Regions from separate parts of the Sus scrofa genome. Here region 2 is linked to region 1. The links are chromatin contacts, called in public promoter capture Hi-C maps. All regions are on one chromosome and are shown on one strand. The core of a region is the stretch at or near the end of the contact, and the rest is flanking DNA. Distances in the headings are between cores, read along the strand shown. Region 1 holds the start of CCNI (cyclin-I). Region 2 holds the start of CCNG2 (cyclin-G2).

Evidence for each region. Promoter capture Hi-C pulls out the DNA fragments that hold promoters and counts their contacts.
Region 2: a contact with region 1 is called in a promoter capture Hi-C map of liver, with 5 times the contacts expected there. The contact joins the promoter of CCNG2 here to the promoter of CCNI in region 1. A contact is called at or near these places in 3 of 5 promoter capture datasets (fetal liver, fetal skeletal muscle and liver), 27 of 47 Hi-C or Micro-C datasets (alveolar macrophages, blood, brain and 13 more) and 2 of 2 datasets of contacts at active chromatin or transcription factors (alveolar macrophages and skeletal muscle).

The regions. Positions count from the first base shown.
Region 1 is chr8:72,717,962-72,724,675 of Sscrofa11.1, forward strand. It overlaps CCNI (cyclin-I), which reads right to left and starts at 1,346. Exons shown (of 7, transcript XM_003129097.6): 1 at 543-1,346.
Region 2 is chr8:72,787,674-72,794,124 of Sscrofa11.1, forward strand. It overlaps CCNG2 (cyclin-G2), which reads left to right and starts at 2,721. Exons shown (of 8, transcript XM_003129100.5): 1 at 2,721-3,073; 2 at 4,031-4,168; 3 at 5,277-5,414. The coding sequence starts at 4,031. LOC106504701 (a long non-coding RNA gene) reads left to right here. Exons shown (of 3, transcript XR_001298375.2): 3 at 302-600.

The DNA.
Region 1 (6,714 bases), core at 96-2,595:
AAATGATCTGCAGTGGAACCCCTGGCTCGGCAGAGGGCCTTCTTTTCAATTTTGGAGTGTTCTTATGCCCTTCGGGGTGTAACTCAAAGCTCACCTCTCCAGATGCCCGAACCCACGCAAACCCTAGGTAACGTCCCTCTCCCACAAGCTCCCGCCGCGCTGGCGGGTCACCCCATTCATCTGGCCTGCCCCCGGCTCTGCACTATAAAGCATCTTCCCCTCACTCCCGCCCGAGCACCGAGGTCTAAGGGTGGGGGTGTGTCCCCGTCTTTGTGCATCCCACGGGCTCCGGAGCCTAGAACTCTCACTAGTAGGCAATTTGCTGGTGCTACAAAAAAGTTACTTGCAGACACACAAAAAAAAGGCCCGAAAGGGGAAACCAGCGGAGCCCTTTCCAAACTGGGAAGGGGCCGAGTTGACCAGGCGGGCGTCCGAAAGGTTTCTGGGGTGGCGAGGTGGGGAGCGCGGCGACGCGGAACAGGGGAAGGCGCGCGCACAGGGGTCGCGGGGACGCGTCGAGCCCCCCGCCCCCGCCCCCTCACCTTCTCCTCCTCTTCCTCCTCCTCCTCCTCCTCCCCGGCAGAGCTGTAGGCCTCACAGTGGTGACGCGGGGTCATCCGGGGGCCCGTTACCACCTCATTTTTCTCAGCGCGCGGCGGCGGGGCGCGCGTGACGAGGACCGGGCCGACTGAGGAGGGAGAAGAGGGGGAATTGGGCCGGAGGGCGCTGGCGCTCGAGCGGGACGCACGGCTGCGGCCGGTGGGTCGGTCAGCGAATTAGTTCCATGACGCCCCCGGACCTGAAGCCGCCGCCGCGGGTCCCGCTCCTCCAACCGCCGCTTGTGCCCGGGTGGGGAGGGGGTTCCCTCTCGCCATAGGGCGGCGGGGGCCGGGGAGAGGCGGGGGGTGAGACCGGCTCTGCCCCTGCCCGGGGGAAGCACCTCCGAGGGGAAATGGTGAAAGGGGGGAAGGGGAGGAAAAAGAAAAAAAAAAAAAAAAAAAAGGAAGGGGAAAAGGGGGGGAAAATAAGAAAAAGCGAGACAGAGGCGCTGCCGCGTCCGCTCGCGGGGAAGGCAGGGGAGGGAGGGGAAAGGATGAAGAAGCGCCGGCTCCCTCGGCTCCGCCCTCGCGGACCGATCCCTAGACTTGCTCACTCCTTGTAAACAAGAGTGAATTGGTTTCCCCTTTTTTTCCTCTCTTGTGCCTTCTCCGTCCAACGAAAGCACGGAGAGGTCTGGAAAAAAGCTGGACTGTTGGAAATGGGCTGGAGAAGTCGTTGGCACCGGGGTGGGAGAAGGGAAGGCTTTTTGTGGGCTAAGAAAAGCTAAAGGTGCATGGACTCATTTTCCGTGGAGGAGCGGAAGGGCTCCTCTTCGACCTCACGGTGACGTAAGTGCCTCCTTGGCTCTTAGAAAGAGGCGTGAGGTGGCCGGAGAGCAATCTGCGCATGCGCGCCGAAGAAGAAAGACGCGACGGAGCGCTCCGTTTGGGGGGGTTGGGTTCTGTGGATGCTTTTCTGGCCGAGCGAAGCGCTACCTGGTTTTTTTCTTTGTTTTTTGGGGTGTTTTTTTTTGTGGGGTTTTGGGGTGTTTTTGTTTTTGATCCAGCCTATCTTTGTCTAGGGTTTGTAAAAGGGTTAATTGGGAAAAGGTTGACGTCTGTTGTGTAAGGATCATGCATTCTTTGTTGCCCTCGCGAAAAGTTCCTTGTTCTCTTCTTGCAATTGACGTGTAAATAGAATTGCGGGTTTTTTCCGCTGCCACGTCGTGGGTGGAGGGAGATTCTAAAGCGCATTAGAAATCGGGAAGTTAAGGGGTAAATAGTAAACACCTCTTTTAAAACGAAATGATACTGCTGGCAGCCATGGGTACCTTCTTGGTAACGTGCCAAGGGAATTCTGTCTACTTAACTGACACGGCTGAGTATTTCAGAGTAGGTTTTATTACCAGGTCTTTAAAGACTGTCTGGTGACATAAGTGTTTTATTTGGGGTTCCTTCACTGGACAGGAATCAAACCTGTGCCACAGCAGTGACAACTCCGAATCCTTAACCCACTGAGCCACCAGGGAATGCCAAAATGGGACTTTTTTTTTTTTTTGGCCATTTGCTCATCTTTTAATTATTTTGGTTATTAAAAGAATATGTAAAATTACAGAAAGTTTTGTAAGAAAAAAAAACCCCTCAAACTCAACCTTTTACAGAAGTTGTCATGTTTGTGTTTTCCATCTCTGTTATATGCCTGTTTTAGCAGTCTTAAATTTGTTTTGAGCTTATTCATAGAGCCAGACCAGGTGCTAAGCTCTAGCAACTAAATAACTAAGAAATGGCTTCTACCTTCCTAGAGTTTACAATTCAAACACCAAAAGTAACCCTTGAGCTAATTATCACTATGTAAAATCACCCAGTACATTGATCTGCTTACTTGAACATTGTATTCTCTCCCTAGAATATACGGTCTAGGTTGGCAGAGATCTTACATGTTTTATTTCACCCAGTATTCCTGCATGTAAAAGGTTTTCAATATTTGATTACTGACTGAATAAACAATTACCAGTATCAAATGTATTAAGATGCAGGCTGCTATGGAAACATTTACTCCCAGTCTAGTTAGGGATATCAGAGAAGTTCTGTGAGGAAGAGACATTTAAGATGAGACTTGAAACCACTGGGCAAAGAAGTGGGGAAAGAGTGATATACAAGAGGAAACAACCTTGCAAAGGCTCTAGAGCTGAGACATTGTAAAAATCTCTGAAAGTTTATATAGCAGGTCCTCAGAGAATTCAGGGGGAGAGAAGTGAGACCAGGGGCAGGGGACAGGTCCCTAAAACAGAATAGGGAAGGGAAGCCCAGGAAGGGTTTTAAGTGGGTCATATTTTGCTTTTTTTTCCACTTCATGTAGCTTTTTCTTAAATGACCTTTATTGCTATATGGTCTTCCTTCTATATAGGCAACATTTTTCTGCATAATACCATTCATTGTTGGACCATGAAATTACTTCTGGTTTTCACTTACTATGAGAATCATACTGGGGCACAACATTGTAAATCAACTACACTTTAATAAAGAGAAAAAAAAAAAAAAAAGACTCATACTGGAGTTCCTGTTGTGGCCAGATGGGTTAAGAATCCATCTGCAGCTGCTCCAGTCATTGTGGAGGTGCAGGTTCAATCCCTGGCCCAGCACGGTGGGTTGCTGCAGCTCTGATTAAACCCCTGGCCTGGGAACTTCCATACGCTGTGAGGCCATTTAGAAGGAGAAAGAAAGGAAGGAAGGAAGGAAGGGAGAAATCATACCAATTCCATTCCCAGATATATAGTCAAGCGAAATGTGAACATGTCCATGCAGAAACTTGTACTTGAATCTTCACAACAGCATTATTCATAATGGGGAAAAAGACGAAACAACACAAATATCCACCAACTGATGAATGCATAAGTCAAATGTGGCATATCTACACAACGGAATGTTATTTGGCCGTAATAAGGAGGTATTGATATATGGTGTAACATGGATGACCCTTGAAAACAATTGCAGTCTTTTGTGGCTGGCTTCCTTCACTTAGCATAATGATTCCATTTATATGAAATGTTCAGAATAGGCAAATCTATAGAAAGTAGGTTAGTGGTTGCTTAAGACCAAAGACGGAGAAAGGGTTGGAGAGTAGTAGGTAAGAGTTTTGGGGTTTCTTTTTGATGAAAATATTTTACAGTTAATTGTGATGGTTGTAAACTCTATACTAAAAACAATTGAAGTGTGCACATTTAAAAGATGAATTGCATGAGATGTAAGATCTCAATAAAGCTATTACCAAAAAAATGAAAGAAAAAACAAAAATAATACAATTAATAACTTCCTGTGTAACATTTTCTGGGTTATTCCTGGGTGCAAGAGCATTTACATTTTTATGGTGTTTGATAAATACCAATTTTCCAAATTGCTTGGCAGAGGATTTGAATCAATTAAAATATAACCAAGAGTTTTTAAGAGCTCTCCATTACAGGCACCAACCAGTCCAGGGGATACCACCCCCAAGTATGGCAGCTACAATGTCTTGTGGTTCTCCAACCCAGGACTCTCCTCGACAGAGATGGTGAAGGGTTGCCTAAATAGCTGGTTTCAGCATCTGCTCCCAGGGGCCTCGCCTGAATGCTACCTCGGCTAGCCAGGATCTCTGAAGTGGGAGAACAGAGGCCCAAGTGGTCAAGGACAGGGACAAGGGCAATTTTTGATACAACAGGTGACGCTGAAAGTCAAAAAAAAAAAAAAAAAAAAAAAAACAAAAAAACTCTCCATTACATACGTACATACTTACCCTTTTTGAAACTTAGTTTTATTAAAACTCTTACTGCCCATGAGATCGCCAGTGGCAATTTAGTCTAGAATACTATAAATATAAGTACAAGTAATTAATAGGTGGATAAGGAACTGTTCCAGTTATCCTAACCAAAAATATGGATATTCTTTTTCACCATTCACTGGAAAGATCTTCCTTTTTTGTTGTTTTTTAGGGCTGCTCCTGCAGCATATGGAGTTGCCCAGGCTAGGGGTCTAATTGGAGCTACAGCTACAGGCCTACGCCACAGCCACAGCAACACGGGATCCAAGCCGCGTCTGCAACCTACACCACAGCTCACAGCAACACTGGATCCTTAACCCACTGAGCAAGGCCAGGGATCGAACTAGAAACTTCATGGTTACTAGTCGGATTCGTTTCCGTTGCACCACAAGGGGAACTCCAAAAGACCTTACTTTTAATCAACATCTTTTTATAAATGGAATATTATTTTTTAAAAAATGAGTTGTTTTAGTTGTAGCAAATAGAAAGTCTTTGCAATTCCCTGAGACAATAAAGAAGGCATTAAAGAAAATATTAATATCCCTGTGTTGGTAAGGAATTCATATTTTTTCATTTTAAAAATATATTTTAGGAATATTTTGTCCTATATACTAAAAATAAAGTACCTTTCAGGAGTTCCCATAGTGGCTCAGTGGTTAACGAATCAGACTAGGAACCATGAGGTTGCGGGTTCGATCCCTGGCCTTGCTCAGTGGGTTAAGGATCCAGCGTTGCCATTAGCTGTGGTGTAGGTTGCAGATGCGGCTCGGATCCCGCGTTGCTGTGGCTGTGGCGTAGGCCGGTGGCTACAGCTCCGAGTGGACCCCTAGCCTGGGAACCTCCATATGCCAAGGGAGCGGCCCTAGAAAAGGCAAAAAGACCAATAAATGAAAAATAAACTACCTTTCTCATGGTATTTGGGACTAAAAAAAACTTAAATTTATTGACTACTCACTGTGTACCATGCATTGCACTGAGCACTTTTATCGCTTTCTCTTGTGTTTGTTCCTATAGCATTCCTCTACTGTAGGTGTTTTTGTCATCTCCATTTTCCAGAAGATAAAGAGGTAAAGTAAATCCTCAAGGCTGATCACACAGCCCAGAGGGGCACAGCCAGGATTCAAACCCACCTGGTGTTGCTCTAGAGATGTGTTTTTAGTCACTACCCTTTACTGTCTAACCCTGTGGGTATTTCTGGCTTGCACTACAGTCTTTGAACCAAAATACTCACCCTGTGGTTATTTTTGGCTTGCCTTTAATCTTAGGACAAATATTCCAAAGAAAATTTTTAGTGAGTAGTTCATATTTGTATTTCTGGAGAGTTGATTTTTTCTTGAAAACCGGTCATTAAAATTTTCTTACACTTGTTTTATCTCATGACTGGAATACTGAATCTTGAAATATAAACACGCCTTGCTTCAAATGCAGAGTGGTAGAGTAAGGAGGAAGCTGAGAAGCTATGTGCTCTCAGACTAAAAGCTCTGTTCTGAAATGCAATGTAGTGAGACCCCTTCAGAAGTCTTTGGACTGCTTAAGGGGGATCAGGTTGATGAACAAAGTGGTTTGCTATCTGAAATCTTTCAAGAAAAATAATCAGAAATGGACTGCTTACATGTTTGAGTATAGATGGATGATAAGGCTATTCAATCTTTAATGACAAATTTCTAGTCTCCTTTTTTTTTTGTTTTTTTTTGTTTTTTTGTTTTTTTGCCATTTCTTGGGCTGCTCCCACGGCATATGGAGGTTCCCAGGCTAGGGGTCTAATCGGAGCTGTAGCTGCCAGCCTACGCCAGAGCCACAGCAACATGGGATCCGAGCCGCATCTGCGACTCTTCAACTCACGGCAACGCCGGATCGTTAACCCACTGAGCAAGGGCAGGGATCGAACCCGAAACCTCATGGTTCTTAGTCGGATTCGTTAACCACTGCGCCACGACGGGAACTCCCTCCAGTCTCCTTTGTCTTAAAGTTCTAGGTAATGTTCCCAGCAGACAATTTACAAAGGCACTATCTTGTTGGAGGGATACTGAGGCCTACAGGAACAAAGAACATGATTTATTGTCATTATCACTTAGCTTTAATGTTTATCTATGCTTAAGGATCCTTTTTACAGCTTCCAAAACACTTGGTTTATTTAATTCCTAGAGAACAGAATGTAAGATGAGTAAAGCTGTCACATTAAGAAAAAAGGAGTCTAGTAGTTTCCGTCATGCCTCAGAGGTTAATGAACCAGACCAGTATCCATGAGGACGAGGGTTCAATCCCTGGCCCTTGATCAGTGGGTTAAGGATCCAGGGTTGTGGTGAGCTGTGGTGTAGGTTGAAGGTGTGGCTTTGGATCCAGCGTTGCTGTGGCTCTGGTGTTGGAGGGGGCTACAGC
Region 2 (6,451 bases), core at 1,471-3,970, 71 kb after region 1:
TTCAACACCTAGCTTGGGAACCTCCATATGCCCTGAGTGTGACCCTAAAATTAAAAAAAAACAAAAACAAAAAAACTAACAAATAGCTAAAAAAATCAGCAGAGTACAAAGAGGAAACTTGCATCACTTTTTCCATCGCTGTTAAAAGGAGATGCCCTTTTTTTTTTTTTAAAGGATGATTCAATTACTGGACCAATTATTTTTTAATGACTGGTTTGTTTTATCTTAAAAGGTAAGAGACAAAAATGGACACGGGGGCTCCATATTGGACAATTTAATCAGTCTTTTCTGTACTCAACAGGCCCTGTAAGAGCAAGAAATTCGACACCATTTACAAAGCTTTCTTGAGAGAACTGCTCATCATTCAAGAGGTTGCCCGTAGGAAGATACATAAAAAACAACAATTATGAGATAAGTAGTATACATTTTGTAGAGATTTGTAACAGTGAGTGATCTAGGCAAAGGCCAATGTCTCCAAATCTCCTTTTTTGTGTTATATTTATTTTCTCTTTTATTTAAAAAATCTTCTGGAGTTACTGTCGTGGCCCAGTGGTTGACGAATCCGACTAGGAACCATGAGCTTGTAGGTTCGATCCCTGGCCTCGCTCAGTGGGTTAAGGATCCGGCGTTGCCATGAGCGGTGGTGTAGGTTGGAGACGCAGCTCAGATCCCACATTGCTGTGGCTCTGGTGTAGGCTGGTGGCTACAGCTCTGATTAGACCCCTAGCCTGGGAACCTCCACATGCTGTGGGTGCCGCCCAAGAAAAGACCAAAAAAAAAATCTTCTGCCACATATTTTGACATTTCCGGTTTGTTCCTTTGCTACCTTTGCCCTCCTACTTGAAAAAAAGTCCCCAATCTCCTTCATATTTTGGTGCAATTCTCCTTTCTCTTCAGGGTGTATGTTTCCCGTCCAGCTGTTTTCTCTCTGGGCTCTGTCCATTGAGCCTCTTTACTGTAAAAGGAACTATCATGTATGTAATTCTAATCTTAGTTCTTTTTTCCATGTTAGTTACATGCCCTCTTTTATGTTTTTCAGCACAGATTTCCAGCAAGAAGTTTATGTAATATACAAGTAATAGCTCTAACAATATCTCCAAAATCAAACACACATTGAGTAAAATTATGGAAACTGTTAATCATTTAAAGTAGTCTGGTAATGCAATTTTTAAATTTTCCAAAACTCAGTACTAGGCCACACCTCTCTGGAATACGAGGATTCGCTCTGAGCACCCCTCCCCCAGTGGGCCCTGTGCTCCAGACGCCTCAGTCTAGTCCCAGCCAATATGCAAAGGGATCTAATTCCTTAGCTGCTCTGGAAAAAAAGAGAAAGCTGTTGCAAAAGCTATGTTACATGCCTTCGCATATTTTTACAAGTAGCACAACAATATACAGAAAACATACAGAAGAGGAAAGAAATCAGTTCCTTGGAGCTAATTGATTATTTAGAGTAGAATGTGCTCCTTTAGCAGGCAGCCAGCGAGGAACTGAAGCGAGAAAAAGTAAACTATAAATGTTAGAGAGGAGCCTCAACATCCCCCCATATATTCCGTGTGAAAGTTTCTCCTGCCCAAGGCACCCTTTGCTTTGCTTTTTGCCCTGCCTCAGAAGAGGTGTCGCCTCTTAATAACTACGCTAATTATAATGCACAATAAATGATAATTTATGGGTAACTAAGGACCAGGAAGCCTCTTGGAGTCGTCATTTAAACAACAGTACAATTACAACCCCAGGAGGGACGCTATTATTAGATGTTTACGTGCCATCATCAATGTGCACAGGTAAATTTTTAAGTCCTTTCATCGAAAATTTACTTTTATTAGGGAAAAATTTCAAGGTGCACAAAAGTAGAAAGAATAGTGCAACGAACCCTCTTGTACCCACATCTAGTTTTAAGAACTCAGCTTTTTGCCAGTCTTGTTTTACCCATCCTCCATTTTTTTCCCTCTCGGTCGGAAAGCTTTAAAGCAAATATCAAAGATGACAGCATTTTACTCCCAAATATTTCAATAAGTACCCTGAAAATTTTACTTGATTATCGCAAAAATGGACCTGCACAACAAATTATAAAAGGAACGCAGGAAACCCTCCCGTGGTGGGAGGGGTTGTCACAAAGGTTACCTAGCAGTTCCGGCTCTTTGGAGGGGAGAACCGAGAGTGGTACTTCCCTGCTTAGAGCCGAGGGGGCGGAGGAAAGGGAAAGACCACCGGGCCAAGTCAAGGAATTCCTCCTACGCGGTCCACTCAGGCATGCGCAATGCAGACCCCAGAGTTGCTAAGGCCCCAAGGCAGAAAGAGGAGTAGCATACGGTGAAAACCAATCAGAGGGCTCAAAGGCCAATCAGTTAGCCAATCCGGATTCGAGAGTGAATCAGAGCTTCAGCATTCGGCTAGCCCCACCAATATCCAATCAGGGAGTCGGCTACTTTGGGCGGACTTTTCAAAACAGCGAAAACAAAACAAATCGGGGACCTTTAAAAGGTGCAATGCGACCAGAAACTATCTCCTTCCGCCCCCTCATGCCTATCGCTACCATTTCCCCCCCCCTTAGGATCAATCTCGGAATGAAGCCGATGTCCAGATTCCATCCTTCGCCTTGAAACCGAGAAGGAGGAGTGGCTCAGTAAAGCAAAGGCGAGCTGAGGAGGCCTCAAAGCTGGCTGGAGATAAGGCTTATGGGCGGAACTATTTTTCAAAGTCTGTTGCGGCAGCGTCAGATCCCTCCGCGGGGAGTCACGTGCCCCGCCCCCTTGGGGGCGTTGAAAACTCAAAACAAAAACAAGGGGTTTGCTAGGGCCTCCGCGGTGGCGGCGGCTGCAGTGGAGCCCGTGGTGGGGCAGGGCTAGAGGGGCCAGTGCAGCGCCCCAGCCGGAGGGTGGGCGCGCAGGCAGCGGGATGACGCCGGGTCTGTGAGGCCGAGGCGGCGGCGGCAGGGGGGAAGGGTCGGATGCCGGTCCGGGGGCACCGCTGAGGCTGCGGGTCCCAGACCTCGGAGATAGGTCCGGAAGCACCCGCCGCGCCCAGTCCCCCCGACCGTGACGCGGAAGGCTGGTGGAGGCGCGGTTCCAGCACGGTGAGTGGGCCCACCTAGAATCGCAGAGTTTCTTTGTTCATGGTCGGTACTGCGGGGTTCGATGTCAGAGTGCCCAGTCCTCAGCCTGGGGAGCGACTCCGGTCCTGCCCTCAATCCTAGGGCAGTGGGCGCCCGGGGGCGGAGAGATGCTGATAGGATGGATAGAGGGTCGAGGAGACTGAATGAAGGCAGTTCTTTGGTGTATCCCCCTCGCTCATTTTGCCACGGGAGCTCGCTGGGGTGGTTCTTGAATTGACGGAATCGGGGCATCAGTGGATGCAAGGGTGTTCCTGGTCAAGGGGCGGGCTGGATTTCTGTCCCCAGACCCCGATCGGGTGGGCCCTGCCACCCCAGCGGTCTCTGGGACTGAGGTCTCTCCCGTTCGGGTTCTGTTCAGAGTAGGCTCTACTGAAGCGGATGGGGAAGGCTTGGGGGCTGGACTCCAGCGTGAGGGGCTTCGGGAGCCGAGCTCCGCGGTAGAGGCGGGGCTCGGGAGTCTCCTCCCTCCTGTTCTTTGTTCGGTCGCGAGACTTTCTCTCCCCTCCCCCCTATTGTGCAAAGCCCCTGCCCCCGGGACCCTCTGCCATCCGAGTCCCTGCTGCGTTCCACTGGGCAGAAACCCATCCCCCACGACTTCAGGTGTGGCGGATGGTCCGGACACCGCCGCCGGGGACAGTTTCCTGTTTGTGAAACAGTGGGGAGGCCGGGGCTGGCCGGTCTGACCCAGCGCTGGCCGGCGGACGTGACCAAGGGCCCTCCCCCTGCCACACCTCCCTGGCGGTCGGGGAGGATTGCGCTGGGGTTCGGCTGGACGTGACTGGTCCCCTAACCTGCTCCTCGCCAGGGTGTACCGGGGCTCCCCTCTCTGGAGGTATTGGCCCCGGCTCTTTTGTGGCTTCCCCTCTCACCTCTGCCACCCCCAGGATAGACTAACTGTGTGTGGTGTCTTTGCTGCAGATGAAGGATTTGGGGGCAGAATACTTGGCCGGTCGTGAAGGGGTGCAGCTCCTCGGATTGTTGAACCTCTACCTAGAACAGGAGCAGAGATTCCAACCTCGAGAAAAAGGGCTGAGCTTGATCGAGGCTACTCCGGAGGTAAGTTCCCAGGAAAGAACTTGTTCTAGCCGCTGACGCGACTTGGGGAAATAACTTAAAAAAAATTTTTTTTAGTTGAATTAAGACTAAAGGCTGCGAAGTTTTTTAAGACTAAAATTGGTCTTCCTAGAGTACTAAGATATATCTTAATACAGAGTCATGCTTTTGTTTCTTAGCAAGAACGAGAGTGATACTAGCTCTAGGGAAGTGTTTCTTCAAATGTGGCACCCCCAGCCTGCAGCTTCTGGGTTGGAGATTCCCTGGAAATTGAACGGGTCATTTGTGGAAATACCCTCTGGCTATGCAATACTGTATAGTAGGCTCTTGAATGATTTTTTTTTTTTTTTTAAGAAAACAGGCAAGCAGCCGTCTGTATGTCCATTACAAAGGGACTGAATTATATTTTATATAACCCTCTGGAAATTTGGCAACAGTTTGCTTTATATTGAATTGGAGAATGTTTTTTATGATGTGTGCATATATATATACATATATATGTATTTAAGATTGCCTTAATTTTTTATTTATTTGGCAGCCCCATGGCGTGTGGAAGGTTCCAGGCCAAGGACTGAACCCCAGTCATGGGTCACGGCAGTAGCAAAGCCCAACCCTTAACTACTAGGGAACTACCATATGATATTTATTTATTTATTTTGTCTTTTTGCCTTTTCTAGAGCTGCTCTCAGGGCGTATGGAGGTTCCCAGGCGAGGGGTCTAATTGGAGCTGTAGCTGCCGGCCTACGCCAGAGCCACAGCAACGTGGGATCCAAGCCTCCTCTGTGACCTACACCACAGCTCATGGCAACACCGGATCCTTAACCCACTGAGCAAGGCCAGGGATCAAACCCGCAACCTCATGGTTCCTAGTCGGATTTCTTAACCACTGAGCCATGATGGGAACTCCCCATGTGATATATTCTTTTAAAAAGCAATGATATGTACACATTTGTATCTGAAAAAGTGTAGTGCTTTGGTTAAATGATAGCACTCTGTTCCCTATATTCTTGAAGATTAAGGGGAAAAAACACCTTATTTGAATCTGTGTGTATTATCCATTCATTCAAGTTCTAAGATAGTCATAAACTTTGGCTCTTGGTTTTTATTGCAGAATGATAACAGTTTGTGTTCAAGATTGAGAAATGCCAAAGTAGAAGATTTAAGGAGTTTAACCAATTTTTTTGGATCTTGCACTGAAACTTTTGTCCTGGCTGTCAATATTTTGGACAGATTCTTGGCTCTTATGAAGGTATTTAATCATTTTTATAAGTACAACTTCCATTTTTTTTATACCCAGTGCACAGTGCCTTGCTTATGGGAATTCAATAAATACTTGGCAAGTGAGTGTACATTTTTAATCAGAGTTGTGATCTTTAGTCCAGGTTAAGAGACTACAAAACTAAGTGTAGCTTAAGTCAGGTTTTGCTGTACTGCTTATATACCTTCTCTTTGAAGATACAACGAAAGGAAGACTACTGATTTTTAAGTATTCTTTATTCAGTTCTCAAAATAAGGTTTTCACATTTTCATCTCCTATTATGTTTCTCTTGAGCCTCGGTGTTTTTAAACACCTGAAACATGACAAAATGGAAGGATAGCAGTGTGTTTAAAGGTGACTTATTGCCTTCCCTATGAGAAGCTTTTCAAAGCAGGGAGCCACAGTCATATTAACAATTACCAGCAACTGTTAGAAAAATGTGATGATTCTTCTGCCGGTGGATTGCTGTCAGCTGCTGGGTCAGTTTTCAGGGCACCGAAAAGAAAAGGGCAGCCATCTGTCCATGGCAGCTTTTACATATGCTCCACTCTGCACATCTGATGCAATATCTCTCTTGGGGAAATTTGCATTGAAGTATGGGATGATTCTTAAATAGATTAGAAGAAGATAAGTAGAGTATGTTCTTTTTATATCGGAAAAAGTGTATTTTCTTGGTGTCGAAAGGCTTATTTGAGGGGAGATTGTACTATTTGGAATTTCATAAATTTGAAATACAAAGTCAAACTCTGTTAGAACCTAGCTTTTGAACTTGCGTTACAGTTTCTTTTTTAACCTGCAGTTAAATTAAATAATTTATTATTTTATTTTTATTTTTTGTCTTTTTAGGGCCTCACCCCAGGCATATGGAGGTTCCCAGGCTAGGGGTCGACTCTAGCATGCTCCACAGCCACAGCAACTTGGGATTTGAGCCACATCTGCGACCTACACCACCGCTCATGGCAATGCCAGATCCTTACCCACTGAGCAAGGCCGGGGATCAAACCTGCATCCTCATGGGTACTAGTCAG